Regions from separate parts of the Sus scrofa genome. Here all the other regions are linked to region 1. The links are chromatin contacts, called in public HiChIP or PLAC-seq and promoter capture Hi-C maps. All regions are on one chromosome and are shown on one strand. Each heading gives the region's core, a stretch centred on a gene start, on an enhancer-like site or on the middle of the called end of the contact. The rest is flanking DNA. Distances are from core to core; before and after follow the strand shown. Region 1 holds the start of FRMD6 (FERM domain-containing protein 6). Region 2 holds the start of TMX1 (thioredoxin-related transmembrane protein 1). Region 3 has its middle 140 kb from the start of TMX1. Region 4 has its middle 57 kb from the start of TMX1.

Region 1 (3,087 bases), core at 172-2,671:
CATAAAAAAAAAAAAAAAAAAAAAAAAAAAAAAAAAAAAAAAAGGAGTTCCCGTCGTGGCGCAGTGGTTAACGAATCCGACTAGGAACCATGAGGTTGCGGGTTCGGTCCCTGCTCTTGCTCAGTGGGTTAACGATCCGGCGTTACCGTGAGCTGTGGTGTTGGTTGCAGACACGGCTCGGATCCCGCGTTGCTGTGGCTCTGGCCTGGGCCGGTGGCTACAGCTCCGATTAGACCCCTAGCCTGGGAACCTCCATATGCCACGGGAGCAGCCCAAGAAATAGCAAAAAGACAAAAAAAAAAAAAGAAGCTCCGAAGGTATATTCTCAATGCTCAGTTTTAATGTCACAGTTCACAGAATGTAAAAGCTGAATGAAACAACCATTACAAACTTTAGTCGCGATGAACAAACGGAATTTCTTTTGCCATGCAAACAAGGCACACAAACGTGCCTTCAACCAATAACAGCCAGCTTTACATATTTATGGTTGATCAAAAGAGCAGGGCAATTTTAAAGTTGGCTTCTGATTTGGGATAGTGTCCTTTCTCAGGTCCTCTGCCTTCTTCTTGTCTCCTTGTCATGTCCAGACACATCCTTTAGTGAGGGGCCCTTTGGGAGCACTACTGTAGCTCCTGGCCAGGGGTCAGGAGTCCACAGAAGACCTAGGAGATTGGAGGTCTCGGGCCTGAAGGCCACGTGGAGGCTGGTCCCAGTGGATGCTTAGCCCTTCCCTAGATCCAACAACTAAAAGTGGTAAAGAAACCTCCTGATTTTGGGTCTTAGTGCCATAAAAATATCTTCCACTGGCCCTCTGCATCACTTGCCTTGGCAACCATCGAGAAAGAGCGGGCAAATATAATTTCTAAGGGGCCACTGACACTAAAACCACAGCGGATAGAGGCTGCGTCTACCTGAAGAACTGGCAAGAGAGAGTTAGCGGAGGCGACTTGGCTTCCTCTGCGGCGCCCCCTCCATCCAGTATAAAACCCGCGAAGCAGCGGCGACCCGAGTGGTGGGTGGGCAGGTGGGTGCAGGACCGGAGGGAAGCAAGGAATCACGAAGCCTCCTCCGCAGGTACCGCCTCCTCTCTCAACGGCCTCCCCACAGTCATTCTGAATTAGTAAAATAAAGCTCAGGCCAAACAGCCACCCCCAGCCAGCGCGACTGAGCTTTGGTGGGAGCGATACCCGGGAGCGGGGGATGGACGGAAGAAAGGCCATTAGGCCAGAAAGTGGGAGAGCTGACAGTGTCCCCTTGCGCCACTGTTTCCGTGGTGAGGGAAAGACTTAGATCGCCGCGGTTCTAATACAGCATCCTTGTGCAGGACCCGGAGGCGTGGTATGCTCAGCTTTCTCCCGCCCGGGACTCGCTGCACCCCTCCGCTGGACGCTTGGTTGGGCCCGGGGCGGGGCCTGCAGGAGCTCCACGTGCGGCTAGGAGCTGGGTGCTGGGCTTCAGCGGCTCTGCCACCGCCCCCGCTACCTCAGGGCGGAGGGGGGAGGAGCCTCAGGGGGCGGGGCGAGAGGCGTGGGCGGGGGCGGGGCGAGAGGCGTGGGCGTGGGGCGGGGCGGATGTGGAGCGCTAGTCCGGCTACCCTGACCGAGGGGCTGAGAACAGTGGGGCAGGCGCGGCACCGGCAGGAAGGCACGGAGAGCTGACGGGAGTCCGACACCTGGTGCTCCGGACTTTCTCCGAGGTACGAGCGGGAACCCGGCCCCTGGGGTTCCCCCAAACCGCCCCCTAGCCGGGCCACCGCGCCCCGGCCGCTCACTGTGCCCCCTGCCGGCCGGGTGGCGGCGGCGGCGGCTGGACCGGGCTTCGGGAGGGTTTCTGAAAGTCGCGAGCCGCAGCCCAGGCAGTGTCCCCTTCTCTGCGTCTTTCTTCGCCTTCTCCGCGTTCCCTCGCTCCGGGCGTCGGGCACCGGGCGGGAAGGTAGCTTCTCTGCGAGTCGGAGCTCGCCTACGCCGGGGTGGGAGGACGGGGCCCCGGGGCAGCCGAGCCGGCCAGCGAGGGAGGCGCGGAGCTCCGGGGCCGGCTCTGCGGCGAGGGCGGGAGGCCAGCTGGGGCTGCGGGCTGTGCCCCCGGGCTCAGTGCCCGCGCTCGGTGGTCGCCGGCGCCCTGTGTTGGGGGCGCCTGCCCGTCGCGTCCCGTCGCTGTGCCCAGGCTTCGGGTGTAGCCCCTGAGCCGCGAATTCTTGGGTGCCGCGCGGTACCGCCTGTTGTGCGCGCGCCGGCCGGGTTAGCCCGGCTGCGGAAAGGGACCCGAGCGCCGCGTCTTGTCCCACCGTCCCCGTGAGTGCCTAGTCGGGGGAACCAGAAACTGAGCTCGGGCTTGGGGACGCCGGAAGGAGGCCTCGGTGGGTTAGGAGTCGGGGGTGCGGCCTGCAGAATTTGTGTTCGGGGAGGAGCTGGCGACGCGCAGGCCGGACCCCGGGCCATGGAGACCCCCAGCCTCTGCTCGGGGAGGGGCCAGGACTTGTCAGGAATGGACAGTTGAGGGCCACCCGGGTGAGGTCCACAGGGCTTAGAGCAGCACCTCGACTACCGGGACAGTATAACCTACTGGTGAGGGCGTTTTCTTGAAGGCAGGAAGAAATGGAAAGCTGTCAAAATAAGCATATTTTAAAGTTGCAATGAAAGTTGGCAGGTTTTCAGGCCGTGCACTTGCGTAGCTAGTGTCCAAAGAAATATTAGCTCCTTGACACTCTTTTCTTTTGCATTTCTCAGCAAAAATCTGTTTTGCCAGTATCTCCCCTAGGAGTTGTGCATTGCCCTCAGCGGGGAAGGAAAACTTCAGCAAGTGTTGTCGGTTGCTTTTGACTTCAAGCCTGTGCTCTCCAACCTTCTTGACTGTGGACAAAAAGTATCTCTTGCTAGATTTCCCGTGTAGGATTCTGTCTATTCTTCTGTGGGCCCTGATGCTGTTTGTTTATTGCTTTTATAAGCATCTATTTAAATTTAGTTGTTGCACGAAATACTCCGCGTTGCCACAGGGTGTAGTTTGGGAATTAGAGAATACTGTTGGAGAAAGCTGCTAGTGGCTTCATTTTGCAAGAATGTAAGTCATTTCCTTTCTGTGATTTTAGGG
Region 2 (2,993 bases), core at 82-2,581, 400 kb before region 1:
TTTTATTTTTTATTAAAATATAGTTGATTTACAACCTTGAGGCTCTTAATTGAGAAGACCTGAAGAGGGAGAATCGAAACTTTTTTTGATCCTGTTATGTTTAAGCTCCCTATAAGATATCCAAGAGATGTCCAGCAAAGAGTTTAATGTTGTTAAAAAATGGAATCATTTGCTTCCCATGACAGCAAACAGAGATTTAAAGAAGAGGAATCTATACCGATAAAGCCCTTGCCAGTGCCCTTCCCCTCAAAAGTCCTAAAAAATAATCCTTTCTTTTCTCTCGCCAAGAACTCCTTTGCCTCACCCTTCTTCCTATAAAAGCCTTCCATTGTATAACCTCTTGGAGAGCCCTTCTAGTTGCCAGATGGAATGGTGCCTGACTTATGACAAATAGATCTTTAAATTTACTGGGTTGAATTTTGTTGTTGTTGTTTTTAAAACAAGATACAGGTCTGAAGTTCCCAGAAAGGTCAGGGCTGGAAATGACAGTCATATGCTTTTTAAAGCCAGAAGTGAGGTCACCTGGAGAAGTTTGAGATTAAGAGGAGGGGGGCCAGTACAGCATCCAGGGGCCAGTCAATGTCTGGAAATTAGTAGAGGAGAACCAGCCAAGACGTTTCAGAAAGAGCAGCTAGTGAGGAAGGAGGAAAAACAAACAAAAAAACAAATGAGGTACCACATAACCCATTTCAAGGAGGGTGTGGTGACAGAATGCTTGCTGGCAGTCAAGTAAGATGAATGTTAACATGCAAATTACTAATGTCCTAGAAAAGGCCTTTCAGGGAAGGGTGGGGATTGGGAGGAATCAGTCAATTGGATTGAGTTTAGGAGAGAATATGAAGTGAGGAGGTGTAAATGCAATTATTTTCATTTGACTGATTAATACCAAACTCAGTGCACATTTTGATTTGTATTTACAGATGCTTAAGGAAAAAATCTGAAATATCTGTTACAAGCAGCCTCTGTGTCTTGCTCCATTTTGAATTTCTGATCTATCCTCTCTGTAACTACTGCATTAAAAAAAAAACCCAAAACCAAAAAAAGAAAAAAAAAAGAGGGACAACATATACCCTAAAGTGCATAAAGTGCACTAAACTTTCTGACTCATACAAACATCCATTAACTGTCCTACAAAATTTTTCAAAAGGAAAAAAAAAAGAAAACCCTGACAGGCAGTTAGCCGGAAACTGCTTTAGCATAGACTTACCAATCGCCTTAAGTTAGTATAAACGCCAAACTTTTGGCGCCAAAATCCTGCCGCAGACTTTGAAGCTGTTCTCTCCGAAGTCCCACCCCACTTTCTACACCACGCCCTCCGCCTCTCTTCCGACACCATATTCGGGAAAAGCAGAAAGGAAGGGAATGCTTTTTTGTCATGCGCACTAGGGAATAGGCGCGCTCCTTCGCTGCTAAACCAACCCACTGAGACCTGGTCTCGTCATGCGCATTGAGAGTCCTCAAGGCGCGCGCGCGAGCCTCGCCGCGCTCATGCGCACGAGCAGATGAGCTCGCACGGACGGAAGTGAGGAGAGGTTACGCGAAGGTGGGGGCCGCAGCGCTTGCTGTGGGGAGGGCGAGCGGCGGACATGGCGCCCTCCGGGAGTCCTATGGTCCCCTTGGCGGTGTTGCTGCTGTTGCTGTGGGAGGCTCCCTGGACCCACGGGCGGCGGAGCGACGTGCGCATCATCACCGACGAGAACTGGAAAGAGTTGCTGGAAGGAGAGTGGATGATAGAATTGTGAGTGCGGGACGGTGGTCTGGGGGCCCTTCTGTGGGCCGGGGTACTGGATCCTAGTCTGGAGCCCCGACTTCATTCTCCTTCCTCTCCCGAGCGTCCTAGGCTCTTCGGCGCTGCGGCTCCGAGCCGCGGCACGGGAGCCCCCGACTGCTCGGAATCCCCTAACTCTTGGGATCTTCGGCTGCTTTCATCCCACCCCTTCGTTTGCGACCGGGTAATACTTTTAAGTTTTTTTTTCTGAAGTGTGCACCCTAGTTTGGTTGCTAGGGCTGCGGTGTATGTAGAGGCTGCTTTCAGCTTTGAATTCTCTCAACTTTTCTTCAAGGTTTTTGGGGATGGGGAGGTTAGTCTGACTAGTTGCTATACATTGATTTTCTTGTGAGTCTTACAGACTTCCAGAGTTATTTTTACCAAACTGCAGAAGAGGAAATTGAGTTGCAGCCTTTCCTCTCCTTTTGTCTAATTGTCCTTAAAAAGTAGTCCACTTAGAATGTTAGAATTTGAGGTCTTTTTAGTTTATTTTAAATTTTATGAATCGGGCGTGTGTGTGTGTTCGCTTTTCTTTTTGCCCACATCTCATTTTTCCTTTGGGTGTGTGTTTTTGCAAAGTACTGAATGTCCTAGGTTGTTACTCTTATGTCTCTCTAAGTGGTATTGCATTTAAAAAAGAAAATTAATTGTGAGTGATTATAAACTCTTAAAAGAGTGTCAGGTCGTCATTTATTGTTTGAATAAAATCATGTGTCTGGTGATTCCATTATGATCATGTCCCTTATGCATTGGTAGGTAGTAAACTATCTGCCTTTGCTTTAGTCACTAAATTGGTAATGGTGGTGACAGTATTATTGATACTAATGGTATTAGTGATATTAGTGAAAAACACCATTATTGAGTGTTAACTGTGTACTAGACACCTGTAAACACGTCATATGCCTTGTCATACTTAAATTCTTTACAAATTCTACAAGATACTTGTTATTTCCTACACTTTACAGGTAGGAAAAGCTGTACCTAAAAAGCTTTAATTATGTTGATGTTGTAGAACAGCCCCCTTCTTTAACTGGGTTCAGGTGGGTGTTTTCTTCTGTGATTGGGTTGCTAGTTAAGGAGGAAGGTGAAAGTATACATCCCAGAAGGCCAAATCAGTAACTCTTCAGTCATTAAATCAAGCATAGATCATTTATGTGAAGGACAAAATAGGAGAAATGTTTATGTAGTATGCATATAGTTTATAACTCAGTAAAATGAATTTTCA
Region 3 (2,998 bases), core at 85-2,584, 260 kb before region 1:
GAGCTTTTCCTGTACTCTCAGAAATCCACTTATGATATAAAAAGATTAAGTCTGAGGAAGTACACAATTCTCTGTCTTCCTTGTAACACACCCATTATTCCTCTGGGTTTCAAGCAGATTTCTCAGGCCTAACTCCTAGGAACATTTATTTTAAAGTTTAATTTGATTTAATTTAATTTTCTTGCTTTTCAGGGCTGCACTTGCGGCATACGGAAGTTCCTGGGCTAGGGGTCCAATTGGAGCTTCAGCTGCTGGCCTACACCACAGCCACAGCAACACAGGATCCAAGCAGCGTCTGCAACCTACACCACAGCTCACAGCAACGCTGGATCCTTAGCCCACTGTGCCAGGCCATGGATTAAACCCGCATCCTCATGGATACCAGTTGGGTTTGTCACTGCTGAGCCACGATGTGAACTTCCTAGAAATATCTTTTTAATGGTACCTAGGCATGGTAATAGATTTCAGGTGCCAGGGCCTGGTGGTAAATTTTGCAGCTTTAAGTTCTAACTCCAGCTTTGCCCTATGTCTGAGCCAGTCCTATTATTTCTCACTTCCCCTTTTCCATTTCATTTGTGGGAAGGAACCTGGGTCCCAATTCCATCTCAGCATTTTGGTCACCATGTGTCTTGATTAGCAAGTCTGTAATCTTCCAGGGCTTATTTCCTCAGTTACAAAATAGGGACAATAACATGCTGTATTAGGATGTAAAGTTCCCAGCAAGGAACTTGGCATTCAGAAAGCATATGAGAAATGCAGTAGACCTCAGAATGCAGTAAATAGGAATCTGAACCTCTTAGAACTATGACTTGAAGATTGGTTGACCTTGGGGGTAGTTTTTACATATAGCTGGTATTTGAAAAATTGAAATTTAGCTATAAAATGTATACAGGCCCTATTCATGCTCCAGCTACACACTTCTTCAGCCTCCCCATTCCTACAGTCCTAGCCAGTCACAGAAAGGGAGAGGAACCAAGATCTGTCAAGCACGTACTGTGGATGAGGGATTTTACTTCTATTGTTTCATTTGATTCTTACAGCCTCATAAAGTAAGCATTGTTATTCTCACTGAAGAGTAGAGAAAACAAAGCTCTGAAAAACTAAGAATTAAGAAGATGAAATGCCAGAGATGGAGTTTCTCTGTGGGTCTACTTGATTCCCAAACCTGAATTCCTTCCAGAACCCTGGGTGGACTCCTGAGAGCACATTACCATCCGCAAATACTTGGTGTTGCACTGCAAGAATCCCCTGTAAACAAAACATGGGGATGCAGAGCCAGGGTTTGATCCTTCTGGCCTACTCTCCGAATCTCATTGGATTCTGTGAATAATTAGTGTCCCAGAAACGAGGTCAGTTCTGTTGTTGATGGTCGAGTATAAATCTGTCCTTGGGTGACATTGGAGAAAGATGCTTCTGGCCTATTTTTAAATCAACTCCCTTTCCTGGCAATGTGTTCTAGAATCTCGTAGTCCTTACAGACGTCTTCATTTTGTGTCTCAATCCCCTTCCTGGGGGGGTTAGGGTAGGGGCACCACCACTCCTATAATCACCCAACCCAGACGAGAAGATGATCTTTAACCCCACTATGGGCATCTCTTTTATAGAAAAAAATAGCTCTAGTTCTTTTAGATTTCTCAGAAGACCTATTTTCTTGGCCTTGTAACAATTTTTACATCTCTTTTCTGGACACTTTCCAAACTTTCCTCTACTTGCTTAAGTTACTGAATCCAAAATTGGACACAATTCTAAGAGAACTCTGAGAACAATGAACTAAAGCATAGTCCTATGTTTGCTCTACCTGCTTATCTGGTCCCCACTTATGCTGTAGCACTACTGAGTCATTTTCCTCACTGTGAAGAAATGCCAGCTTTGGGAAAAAAAGTGGGGGAAACCAGGGATTTTTAACAGTGTCTAATATATTGTTACTCCTACAGTACTGGTCAATTCCTATATGGATGTATTTTGGTTCTAAGAGAGAACATAAAAATGAATGATTTTTTCCCCCTACTAATATCAAGAATTTACAGAGGGGGGGGTCAAACAAATGAATCAATAGCACCTTTTGACTATTCTTGGCCCATGCAGAGTAATATCCTCAGTTAATAAAAAGTTGGGGAGGGACCCATAGGAAATAAGCAAATGAGCTAACATAAAAACTTTACAGCACAAGTTGTTTTTAAAGTTTTTTTAAAAAGTACCTAGCTTTCAGATTTTTTTATTTTTAACTTTGGAGGGATTTAAAGGGGAATACTTGGAATAAAGAAAGAAGATGCTTGTTACTTTAAAAAATACTCTCTTACATCTTTTAGCCTCAGGGAAAAATGTTCATAATTTGCTATTTGAAGGTTCGGTATTTGGTTTGGTTAATGACTTTGAGAGTTATTATCATCATTTCACCAAAATTTTGTTTCAGTTCAGTTTGGGGATTAAAAGAACTTTCAGAATACTTATAGGTGATATTTTATAGCATCTTTGATCAGTATTGTTTTCTTTTGGAAATTTATTTTCTAGTTTCATGGAGTCAGTGAAAAAAATCCAATGCTTCAATTTACATAAATTCATTATCTACTAAATTGATCAAAATAAGCTGACAGATCTGGCTACAGATCCTGTCTCCCACATTGATCAGCAGTGTGACCTTGATAAGATGACTAAAACTCTCTGTGGCTTATGTTTTTTTTTTTTGTGAAGATAAATGTACATGGAGTTCTTAAAACAGGCCTGGAACATGTAGTAATAATAATAATGTTCTTGTATTTGTTCAGTTAATTTGAATTCTAATCCATTCCTTCAAACTATTAGTCATCCCACTATTTTAATAATCATGTCATTGATATAAACATAAAATATCAAATTAATAACCCTTAGAAAATCCAGTTAAAATATTGCTTCTTACGAAACCAAACTATTTTCTTGATTCTTTTCTAACTATACCCAAGAAGTCTTTATTATTTCTTCATGAACCTTTATTGACTGGTGACATTTCCACCTCTTATGA
Region 4 (3,187 bases), core at 436-2,935, 350 kb before region 1:
TTTAAGAGCCCCAAGCTCTTTCCTTGGTTCCCTGGTCCCAGGAGAGCTCTCTCCTTTTTTAGTTACTCTTCTGTGTTACCTCACTGAGCCCTTTCACATATTCAGATCTCCAGCCCTTTTTTCTTTTTATTGTGGTAAAAAGAACCCCAAACAACAACAAACACATAACATAAACTGTATTAAACATTTGTACTTGTCGAGTTCAGTGGTGTTAGGTACACTCTCATTGTTGTGAAACAGAACTCTAGAACTTCCTGACCTTGCAAAACTGAAACTCTGTACCCATAAAATAACCACTCCGCAACCACCTTTCCACTTTCTGTCCCTATGAATTTGACCATCTTAGATACTTCATGTAAAGACCTCTGATTCTTTTAAGCAAATTCTTGTTATTAAAATAATTGGCATAGTTTCTATTTTCCTAATCGGACTATGACATATTTCTGTAAATAGTTCCTTCTTTAAATAATTTTCACTTCAATTCCTTAAATGTGCCCTTGATTCCTGCTGCGATCCCTACTGATACATTATCTTAGAGGGATATTGCTAAAATAACAGTAAAGGTGAAAGCCCCTTTTAAACCAAAAAGTGCTGTGTCTTGTTACTATTAGTACTAGTAGTACCAGTAATATTCCGAATGAAACTTCCTCTGTGGTTTCCCTTGAGGCACCAGCATCCAGAGTAGAAGGATGATAAGCATTAGAAAATGATTATAGTGTCAGGGTTTTGACTGACACTTTGTGGCTCTAACCCTGAAGGTCAGGATGAAAAGCCAGGACAGGAAATCTGTCCCCTTTCTTAAGAGAGGGTGTGGAGAACATAATAGAAATCTCATATTTATATTCACAAGTAAATGTGGGGAAGAAGCCGGAGTGTCTGTGTCCTTAAGTGATACGGAGGCTCTGGCTCCTGTCAAGACAAGGCTCTGATCCCAGACGTCAGTCCCCAGCGATTCAGTGACACTTCAACATCCGGACTTAAAATGAACAATCTGGTTGCTTTTCCAGAGCAGTAAATGACTGGAAAATCCCCAAACACAAGCCAACTCAGCAAAGGCCAGAAACCTCTTGCAGCCATAGCCCTGGCCAGAGATTTCCCTACAGGGTGGGGTTCCCCAGCCTCTTCAAGAGGAGCCCTCCTTTCTGCTCGGGTCGTATGGTAAAAAGAGGCTTCAGCAGGTCTCCCAGGGGCTGGAAAGGAGTGGGGGTGCCTGGGGGTAGGAGGTGTTGTGGGCAAGTCCACTGAGGAGAGTCTCAGCTTCCCTGTGGCTCTGGCTGTCTCCACATTCTGGAGAATACAGGCAATCCCTGCCAGGAAAGAAGGCCTCAAAACACCAAGTCTGAGGGAGATGAATAAGGCATTTCTGGAGCAGCTGTTAATCAAGAAAACCTGGGCAAAAACGGCAGGCTCTTGCTTTCTTCTGAAACTGTTTGCCTGGCTTGGTGTCTTTGTATTTGGATAGGGGTAACCGTGAGAAAAAGTTCATCTATGTGGGTTTTGTGGCTAGATGTTAGTCATACACACGAGTGACTTCTCCAATGCCCAGGAGCTCTGTAAACCCCAAGAAATTATTTGTAAAACCATGTGTGTGCATGGAAAGTTTTCCGGAGCCTGTAAATGTCATCTGATTCACAAAAGGGTCAGTGTCCCCTCCCTGCCTCTCTCCCCATCTCCAAATTGAGAACAGCTCTCAATTATGAGTCACTGGAGGGCAGGACCATGACTTTCATCCTTGAAGCTCCAACAGCATCCTGCCCGATGTGATTTTTGCATAGTCTTTTAATGAGTATTTACTAAATTGAACAGGTAAAAGTAAAAAGTAGACTTCTAACTTCTAAGGAATCCACAATAAATCCTTTTCACCCTGAACATGAGAGACATTTTCCAGGATCTCATTAACAGCTTCTTCTATTTCTGGAGTCTGGAGTTTCCTCTTACAGGAATCCTGACATCAGAGGACACAAGAACTAATGTGGAAGCCTGAGGGCAGGTTCCCCCACCAGCACTCCATGCTTTTGTGTTTTGTACCCTACTTTCATCATTTGGAAAATCATAGTCTCTTCCTGTGTCTATTACTTAATGACATTTTTATGGAGAAGCATAATAAAAATAAGAGGAAGGAATTTTTTTATAAACTAGAAGTCATGGTACCAGCACTGATGGATGACATAGGAGTCAGGTACTCTCACTTCCAGGTTATTAGAGGGGGGGAAAAAGAGACAAATTGAGGTAGGAACAAGAGATGTAGTGAGATACTGTTATTACGATCATTACAAATTGACCAGGCATAGTGTAGGTGATGAGGGAAGAAAGGTAGCTTTGAGTCCCTCACTTCAAGACAGAACAATGGAAATGAATCAGAAGAGTGCAATGAGTCAGAACAGTGAAAAGACTATATTAATTTTTTTAACCACTACCTTCATCTTAGCTGGGATTATTTTCCTCTTAGTTATGACTCCTAGTCTACTAGGGACGTTAAAATGGGGGGACTGTGGTAGGAAATGGGCACCATATTTCATTGATTCTGGAATGCACATTTTCTACGTTCCAGCATCTCTGGGGTTTACTTGGGAGTGTCAGCTATGCTCAGCAGAGATGCCATTGTAAATAGTGCTTCAAACCTGGACATAGTTGTTCATATTGCCATCACTTCGGTTGAATTAAATGCACTGAATTTAGTGCAGCTGTTGGGGTGAGTTCCTATTTGAAAGACCCTCAGAAAGATTACACTATTACTTGGCACTGAAATGAAAAATTTATTGTGTGCAAAATGGTGTGGAAACAGAGCAACAGGGCTTTGATATTGGTGGAGCAGATATACATGGTTGGGGGAATGAACACAAATTCATATGTTTTGCAAAGCAACAACAGAGTGCTTTCTAGAAGCTAAGAGAGGAAGAGCCATCCCTAAAGTAGAAGCAAGTTCTACTAAGCTCCACGATAGGGTTGCCATCACAAGCCCAGCTGAGTGACAGGAGAAAATGCCAATTCTTCCTGAATGAAAGAGACGTCAAAGCAAGGAGAGGCTTGCATGACCGTGGAGCCTGTGGTTAGGGAATTGTATCCTAGTTGAATGGACTGTGTTTTTCCTTAGTACTTAAAGAAAGGTGTGTTTTAGAATCATTTGAAAATAGTACAAATGCAGGCTTATTGCATTTCAGGGAACCACTCTCATTTTACAGAGAAG

The links. Promoter capture Hi-C pulls out the DNA fragments that hold promoters and counts their contacts. HiChIP or PLAC-seq counts read pairs in DNA pulled down with a chosen protein or histone mark.
Region 2: a contact with region 1 is called in a promoter capture Hi-C map of liver, with 4 times the contacts expected there. The contact joins the promoter of TMX1 here to the promoter of FRMD6 in region 1. A contact is called at or near these places in 1 of 5 promoter capture datasets (liver), 1 of 47 Hi-C or Micro-C datasets (embryonic fibroblasts) and 1 of 2 datasets of contacts at active chromatin or transcription factors (skeletal muscle).
Region 3: an H3K27ac HiChIP or PLAC-seq map of skeletal muscle shows a contact between it and region 1, with 6 times the contacts expected there. The contact joins the enhancer-like site here to the promoter of FRMD6 in region 1. A contact is called at or near these places in 2 of 5 promoter capture datasets (fetal skeletal muscle and liver), 7 of 47 Hi-C or Micro-C datasets (embryonic fibroblasts, fetal skeletal muscle, mesenteric adipose tissue and 3 more) and 1 of 2 datasets of contacts at active chromatin or transcription factors (skeletal muscle).
Region 4: an H3K27ac HiChIP or PLAC-seq map of skeletal muscle shows a contact between it and region 1, with 14 times the contacts expected there. The contact joins the enhancer-like site here to the promoter of FRMD6 in region 1. A contact is called at or near these places in 1 of 5 promoter capture datasets (liver), 5 of 47 Hi-C or Micro-C datasets (adipocytes, embryonic fibroblasts, epiblast stem cells and 2 more) and 1 of 2 datasets of contacts at active chromatin or transcription factors (skeletal muscle).

Annotation. Positions count from the first base shown.
Region 1 is chr1:181,336,983-181,340,069 of Sscrofa11.1, forward strand. It overlaps FRMD6 (FERM domain-containing protein 6), which reads left to right and starts at 1,422. Exons shown (of 14, transcript XM_021101841.1): 1 at 1,422-1,696.
Region 2 is chr1:180,932,347-180,935,339 of Sscrofa11.1, forward strand. TMX1 (thioredoxin-related transmembrane protein 1) reads left to right here and starts at 1,332. Exons shown (of 8, transcript XM_001928249.4): 1 at 1,332-1,738. The coding sequence starts at 1,587.
Region 3 is chr1:181,076,512-181,079,509 of Sscrofa11.1, forward strand. No RefSeq gene overlaps it. Among named protein-coding and RNA genes, the nearest start is that of TMX1, 140 kb to the left of the region's middle. Within about 2 kb of position 1,335, at least 13 of the 83 cell types and tissues checked have an H3K27ac peak or open chromatin away from gene starts, as enhancers often do. A contact at or near this core is called in skeletal muscle, where this site is marked.
Region 4 is chr1:180,989,151-180,992,337 of Sscrofa11.1, forward strand. No RefSeq gene overlaps it. Among named protein-coding and RNA genes, the nearest start is that of TMX1, 57 kb to the left of the region's middle. Within about 2 kb of position 1,686, at least 22 of the 83 cell types and tissues checked have an H3K27ac peak or open chromatin away from gene starts, as enhancers often do. A contact at or near this core is called in embryonic fibroblasts and skeletal muscle, where this site is marked.